Regions from separate parts of the Zea mays genome. Here region 1 is linked to region 2. A link is a contact called in public Hi-C data. All regions are on one chromosome and are shown on one strand. Each heading gives the region's core, a stretch centred on a gene start, on an enhancer-like site or on the middle of the called end of the contact. The rest is flanking DNA. Distances are from core to core; before and after follow the strand shown. Region 1 holds the start of LOC103627279 (pentatricopeptide repeat-containing protein At2g29760, chloroplastic). Region 2 holds the start of LOC100194254 (Tetratricopeptide repeat (TPR)-like superfamily protein).

Region 1 (3,052 bases), core at 38-2,537, 830 kb after region 2:
TTAACCACTGACAGGTCTACTATGTTTATGGGTTCATGTTGCTGGTCTTTCTGATACTCATCATTGTCACCATATGTGTAACAATTGTCGGTACATATTTCTTGCTAAATGCGGAGAACTACCACTGGCAATGGACTTCATTCTTCTCTGCTGCTTCCACTGCGGTGTATGTTTACCTCTACTCCATATATTATTACCACATGAAGACCAAGATGTCTGGATTCTTCCAGACCAGCTTCTATTTCGGCTACACTCTAATGTTCTGCCTAGGCTTAGGAACACTATGCGGTAAGCTCTTCTGCTATCTTGTGGTAGACAAACTATGGTATCGTTAGTTTAATACTGCTTGGTGCTTTTGCTAGGTGCCGTCGGGTATCTTGGATCGACATTGTTTGTGAGGAGGATCTACAGGAACATAAAGTGTGACTAAGTGAAGATAATATCGCCCCATTTTGGGTCAGCGCAGAGAAAATGTATGGCAGAGCCTTATTTGATTGAGCGATCACTGATTCTAAAACCAAGAACGCAGGTCATTTTGTGAAATATGATCGTTGCTTGGCGCCGAGCTGAAAGCCATGTTTTTCTATTCTTGTCCTCGTTTCTCTCTGATTTCTTCTGGACTTGGACAGGCAACAAATTTTCATGTTGAATTAGTTATATATATAGCGGTGGTTGTAGTTGTTGAGTAGTTCTGTAGTATATACCACAATTGTTATCCTTGGCCCCAATGATACCTCAGATTGATGGGTATAAACTGTAACATTTACATTACCTGATGTTTGACGATGAACACAGTTCCAAATAATCATGTTCGGTACTGGAGGATCGAGATTTTTGAGAGGCAACATCAAAGAAAAAATGTTTGATATTATACCGAAATGGAAACTTAGATCGTAAATGTTTCATGCATAAATCTGAAACTACTGTACAGTATGAGCTTGTCAGTACTGAAATGGAACATTAGATCATAAATAACAAAAATATAAGTCTACTGATATTAGGCTGTCTTCAGCAACTCTCTGTAATGATATATTCAGTAGATGCTCTATCCGATTCTGTATCTCATTCTTTATTTCAAAATTCTCTACAAACAGCACAGAAGATAATCTAAAAACTCGACCTGCAACACAGGTCGAGAAAACAACTGTCCTAGCTTCTGTACTTAATTTGCATGAACCAGCGCTTCCCATGGAAACAACTGTCCTGTCAAGGAAGCACTTCAGCTTGTACACTGGGATCAAGTCGATCTCCTCTAGTATTTGGCACAAATCTTGGCACGACCAGCAGCAGATTGTCCACCCGTTTCTCATGCCCACCCCCCGCCGCCACCTCTGCTTCCTCCGCGCACTCGTTGGGCTCCGCTCCACCGGCGCTGCTGGCTTTTCCTCGGCTCCTACACGCGGGTGCCCACTCCACGCCGCGCTAGCGCGCCGCGGCGCCCCCGCGGCCGCCGCGCTCGCTCTCTTTTCCAGCATCCGTGCCGCGACATTGCCGACCCCCTACACCTTCTCCCTCCTGCTCGCCTCCCTCGCCGCGTCCTCCTCCCGCTCCCGCACCCCCTCCGCTGCCGTCTGCGATCGACTCGCTGCGGCGGGGCTTGCGCATGGGCAGGCGCTCAAGCACGGCGCGCTCGCACACCCCGTCGTCACCAACTGCCTCCTCAAGCTCTACTGCGCGCTCGGCATGCTCTCCGACGCGCGCAGGGTGTTTGATACTAGCGGTGCCACCTCCCTGGACGCTTTCTCCTGGAACACGATGGTGTCAGGGTACGGCAAGTGCGGCGACCTAGAGGCCGCGCGGGAGGTATTCGTCAGAATGCCCGAGAGGGGCCTGGTTTCCTGGAGCGCAATGATCGACGCTTGCATCCGTGCTGGGGAGTTCAGTGAGGCACTGAGGATGTTCGACCAGATGATGGGAAATGGGTTCAGGCCAGACGCCGTGGTGCTATCGAGCGTGCTCAAGGCTTGTGCGCATCTGGGTGCTCTTGAGAGGGGGCGGTGGGTTCATAGGTTTCTCAAAGCAGAGGGGCTTGGGAGGAGTCCGGATAATGTCATGCTTGAGACGGCGCTTGTCGATATGTATTGCAAGTGCGGGTGCATGGATGAGGCATGGTGGGTCTTTGATGGAGTCCAGAGCCAAGATGTGGTGTTGTGGAATGCAATGATTGGTGGGCTTGCGATGAATGGGCATGGAAAACGCGCACTTGAGTTGTTCAGAAGGATGCTTGATATGGGGTTTGTGCCAAATGAGTCAACGTTTGTTGTTGTTCTTTGTGCGTGCACCCACACAGGTCGTGTGGACGAAGGTAAGGAGATTTTCAGGTCCATGTGTGACCATGGCATCGAGCCACGGAGGGAGCACTACGGGTGCTTGGCTGATCTCCTTGGACGTGCAGGACTCCTGGAAGAAGCCGAGGCTGTGTTGCTGGACATGCCGATGGAGCCACATGCATCACAGTGGGGGGCTCTAATGTCATCATGCTTGATGCACAACAATGTTGGTGTGGGTGAACGTGTAGGAAAGAAACTTATTGAGCTAGAGCCAGATGATGGTGGACGTTATGTTGTTCTGTTCAATCTGTATGCAGTTAATGGTTTATGGGAAGATGCAAAAGCTCTTCGTAAGATGATGGAAGAGAGGGGAGCCAAGAAGGAGACAGGTTTGAGCTTTATAGAGTGGAATGGTTTAGTCCATGAGTTCAGATCAGGTGATACAAGACACCCCCAAACAAGGCAGATCTATGCATTACTGGAAGATATGGAGCAGAGATTACAACTGATTGGCTATGTCAAGGATACCAGCCAAGTGCTCATGGACATGGACGACGAGGAAGATAAGGGAAATACCTTGTCCTACCACAGTGAGAGGCTTGCATTAGCATTTGGTATTCTAAACACTCCCCGTCACATGCCTATTCGAATTGTCAAGAATCTTCGAGTGTGCCGTGACTGCCATGTCTATGCCAAACTTGTGTCCAAGCTCTACCAACGTGAGATCATTATGCGTGACCGCCATCGCTTCCACTTGTTCCGTGGTGGGGTTTGCTCCTGCA
Region 2 (2,928 bases), core at 59-2,558:
GGAGAAAAACTGGGATTCATCATTCTTCGCATGTATGATCACAACAGCATGTCTGTCTCCAATTCACTCTTGTTTTCAATCATGTATACCAATCATGTCACAATTTCCATGCACATAAACAGAAATTGGTTGAATTGGAATGCTATCTAAACAGAGATAATCACATTTCAGCATGTTGACATAACAGCCATACACATGGCTGGCTACAATGCTGAATTGCAAAAAGGCAGAGTACCTCCTACATGCGCGTGCAGGAGGTGTCGAAGTCGTCGGGCGCAACCCTGGCGATCCACTCAGCAAGGCTCCTCTTGACCTCGCCGTGGTTGACGAAGGCGAGCTCGTACATGCTGCACAGGTTGACCACCACCGTCTCGTTGAGCGCCGCCGTGGGGACCCTCTCGAGGGCACCCTCCAGCACCTTGATGGCGTCGCCGAGGTCCCGCGAGTACATGAGGCACAGCGCCTTGTTGTTGAGGGCCACGGCGTCCGCGGGGTCCGCCTCGATGCAGCGCTCGTACTCCCGCACCGCCGCCGCGTAGTCCTTGCCCACGATGCACTCCAGCGCGCGGTTGCGGGCCAGGAGGTTGGCATGCCGCGTCGGGTCCTCGGACGCGGCGGCCACGGACTCCACGTGGCGGAAGGCAGCCGAGGCCGCGCCGAGGTTGCCGATCTGGAGGTGCGCGTAGGCGAGGCGCGAGAGGAGCACCGGGTCGCCCGGGTAGCGGCCGGCGATGTCGGCGAGGAGCGCGAGTGCGACGTCGAACTCGCGGTGGGCGAGGTGGTCGGCGGCGAGGACGGACGCGACGAGCGCGTCGCGGCGGCGCCACTCGGGGTGCCCGGCGTTGGGGCGTGCGCGGACGGAGGAGAGGAGCGTGTAGAGGCGGTCGAGCGCGAGGGGGCGGTCGGGGAGGAAGAGTGGGAGGAGAGCATGGAGGAGGCGGATGAGGAAGGGTGGCGGCGGGCAGGCCGGATCCGGGTGGAGGGAAGCTAGAAGCGCAGCGGCGTCGGGGAAGCGTCGGAGCTTGGCCAGGCAGAGGGCGGAGAGAGCGGAGAGGAGGAGGCGGTGGTGCGGATGGGGCGTGTGGGCCGGATGGGAGAGGTGGGAGAAGAGCGCCTGCCACTGCCCGCGGGTGGCCAGGTCGTAGGGGATCGAGAGATCGGGGACGCCTGGAGCGGCGACGTCGGTCGCCGGCGGCGGGAAGGTTGGGGAGGAGGCAGCAGCCATGGCGTAGCGGGGATGGAGATTGCCGAGATCTGGAAGACGGAAGCGTGGTCGACCTTCGACAGGTGTAGTGGGCTGGAAATGAACTGTGTTGCAGGCACTGGGCTTCTGTGTTTGTCCGCTTATATGTTAAACTTCGGGCCTCCAATAGAATTTTGATTGCCTTTTGAAAATTTGCTGGCGAAAGCCCGATGATAATCGCTGTGCACTCTTCGGGCTTGTTTGTGATCAAAGGTAATGTAGTGGATTAAGGGGGCAAGAATCCCCTACTACTTAATTTTGAATAGTGAGGGATTATAGTCCCCTCAATCCCTTCCATTACCCTTTGCCCCAAACAAGCCCTTCGTGTCGTAAAATGTACTGTATGATTTAAATTATCAGTCAAATAGAGTTAAAAGTTTGAACAAATATAAAAATATCTAAATCTAATATTTTAAAGGTATTTTTTATTTTCTGCCTCTCACTCTCACTACTCATGGCGTAGCGAGGCAGCAGCCATGGCGTAGCGGGGATTAGACCTGAAAAAAGAATGGCCAACCGAAAATAAGAGCCCAGTACATAAGTACATAGCCTGACACGAAAAAAATGGATCGAATTGGCACGACTCGAATGATTGAACTATGTCGTGTCTCAAACTCAGGCATGAAGCACTACTCATGTCTTGAATCATTTCTTAAATTCTTACACTGAATGATGTTTCTGAGTCTTGTTCCGCACGTGGATTGAATAGAATTAGAAACATTATTATAAAAGATTTTAACTTGTTTGAGGTTTAAACTCGTCCAATCCCACCTAATCCACATGAATTAAGAGCAAATTGAATAAGCCCTAAATGTATAGAGGGGAACAGGGGTGGCTGGATCAGAATTGTTTTCTTTCCTTGAACACAAGTACAACCGCGAAGCTCTAGGAGACAAAAGGAGGAAGAGACACACAAGGCACGCTTTCTATGACTTGTCGTCACAGGGCAGGGAGACAGGCAGTCAAGTAAACGCAATAGAAACACAGGCATCCAGCAACACAGAGAAAGGAGCTTTATTCATTCGTTAGAAAGAGCACTTATGCTTCACAGGGAAGCTGGAATCAGCTTACTCATCCGTATAATCCACTGGCACAACAAAGTTGACTCTAACCAAAAGGATCCACAACTTATAGGATGACCCAAGCAAGAATCAGAGTATCTTCTTACAGAGATTGCGAAAGAAGAAAACAAAATGCCCATTTCTGCAGTTGCTTCTTTTTCTTTCAACTCAGAAAACGAGCTGATATATTGTACAACCAAGGAAAATCCAGAAGACACAAACCATCCATGTTTGGAAGTCAAAGGAAACGGATCAGCAGACAAGGAGATGCTACCCCCAAGAACTCGTGTTTTCAGCAGCCTTTGCTTCCCTAAAAATTTTTGTGGCCATCTCAGTTTGTCCATGACGCAGACCGCTTCAAAACAGGCTTCAACATTGCCCTATCCTCTTCCAGGGAGATCATGCCGAGATGTGAAGGATCTTCCAACATCATCTTGGCGACCAAATACCCCGCGATGGACCAGGTCTGGAATTTCCTCGCCTGCTTGCCAACATACCGACCAAGCTTCCCATCATAGTACTCAGGCCATCCATCCTTCAACAGCCTCCTTTCTGCTAGGTCAATTGCCCTTCTTGCGATTTGTGGCCGTCCAGTTTTGATGCAGGCTGCAGTCAGCAGCCACA

Evidence for each region. Hi-C and Micro-C count contacts between places; a contact is called where the count stands out from the background.
Region 1: a Hi-C map of leaf shows a contact between it and region 2, with 7 times the contacts expected there. The contact joins the promoter of LOC103627279 here to the promoter of LOC100194254 in region 2. A contact is called at or near these places in 2 of 25 Hi-C or Micro-C datasets (ear and leaf).

Annotation. Positions count from the first base shown.
Region 1 is chr5:175,489,796-175,492,847 of Zm-B73-REFERENCE-NAM-5.0, forward strand. LOC103627279 (pentatricopeptide repeat-containing protein At2g29760, chloroplastic) reads left to right here and starts at 1,288. Exons shown (of 4, transcript XM_008647567.4): 1 at 1,288-3,052. The coding sequence starts at 1,309. It overlaps LOC100272502, which reads left to right. Exons shown (of 12, transcript XM_008683160.4): 11 at 15-288; 12 at 363-840. The coding sequence ends at 430.
Region 2 is chr5:174,655,116-174,658,043 of Zm-B73-REFERENCE-NAM-5.0, forward strand. It overlaps LOC100194254 (Tetratricopeptide repeat (TPR)-like superfamily protein), which reads right to left and starts at 1,309. Exons shown (of 1, transcript NM_001139295.2): 1 at 55-1,309. The coding sequence starts at 1,225. The coding sequence ends at 239. LOC100382511 (Alkaline/neutral invertase CINV2) reads right to left here. Exons shown (of 4, transcript NM_001175248.1): 4 at 2,235-2,928. The coding sequence ends at 2,636.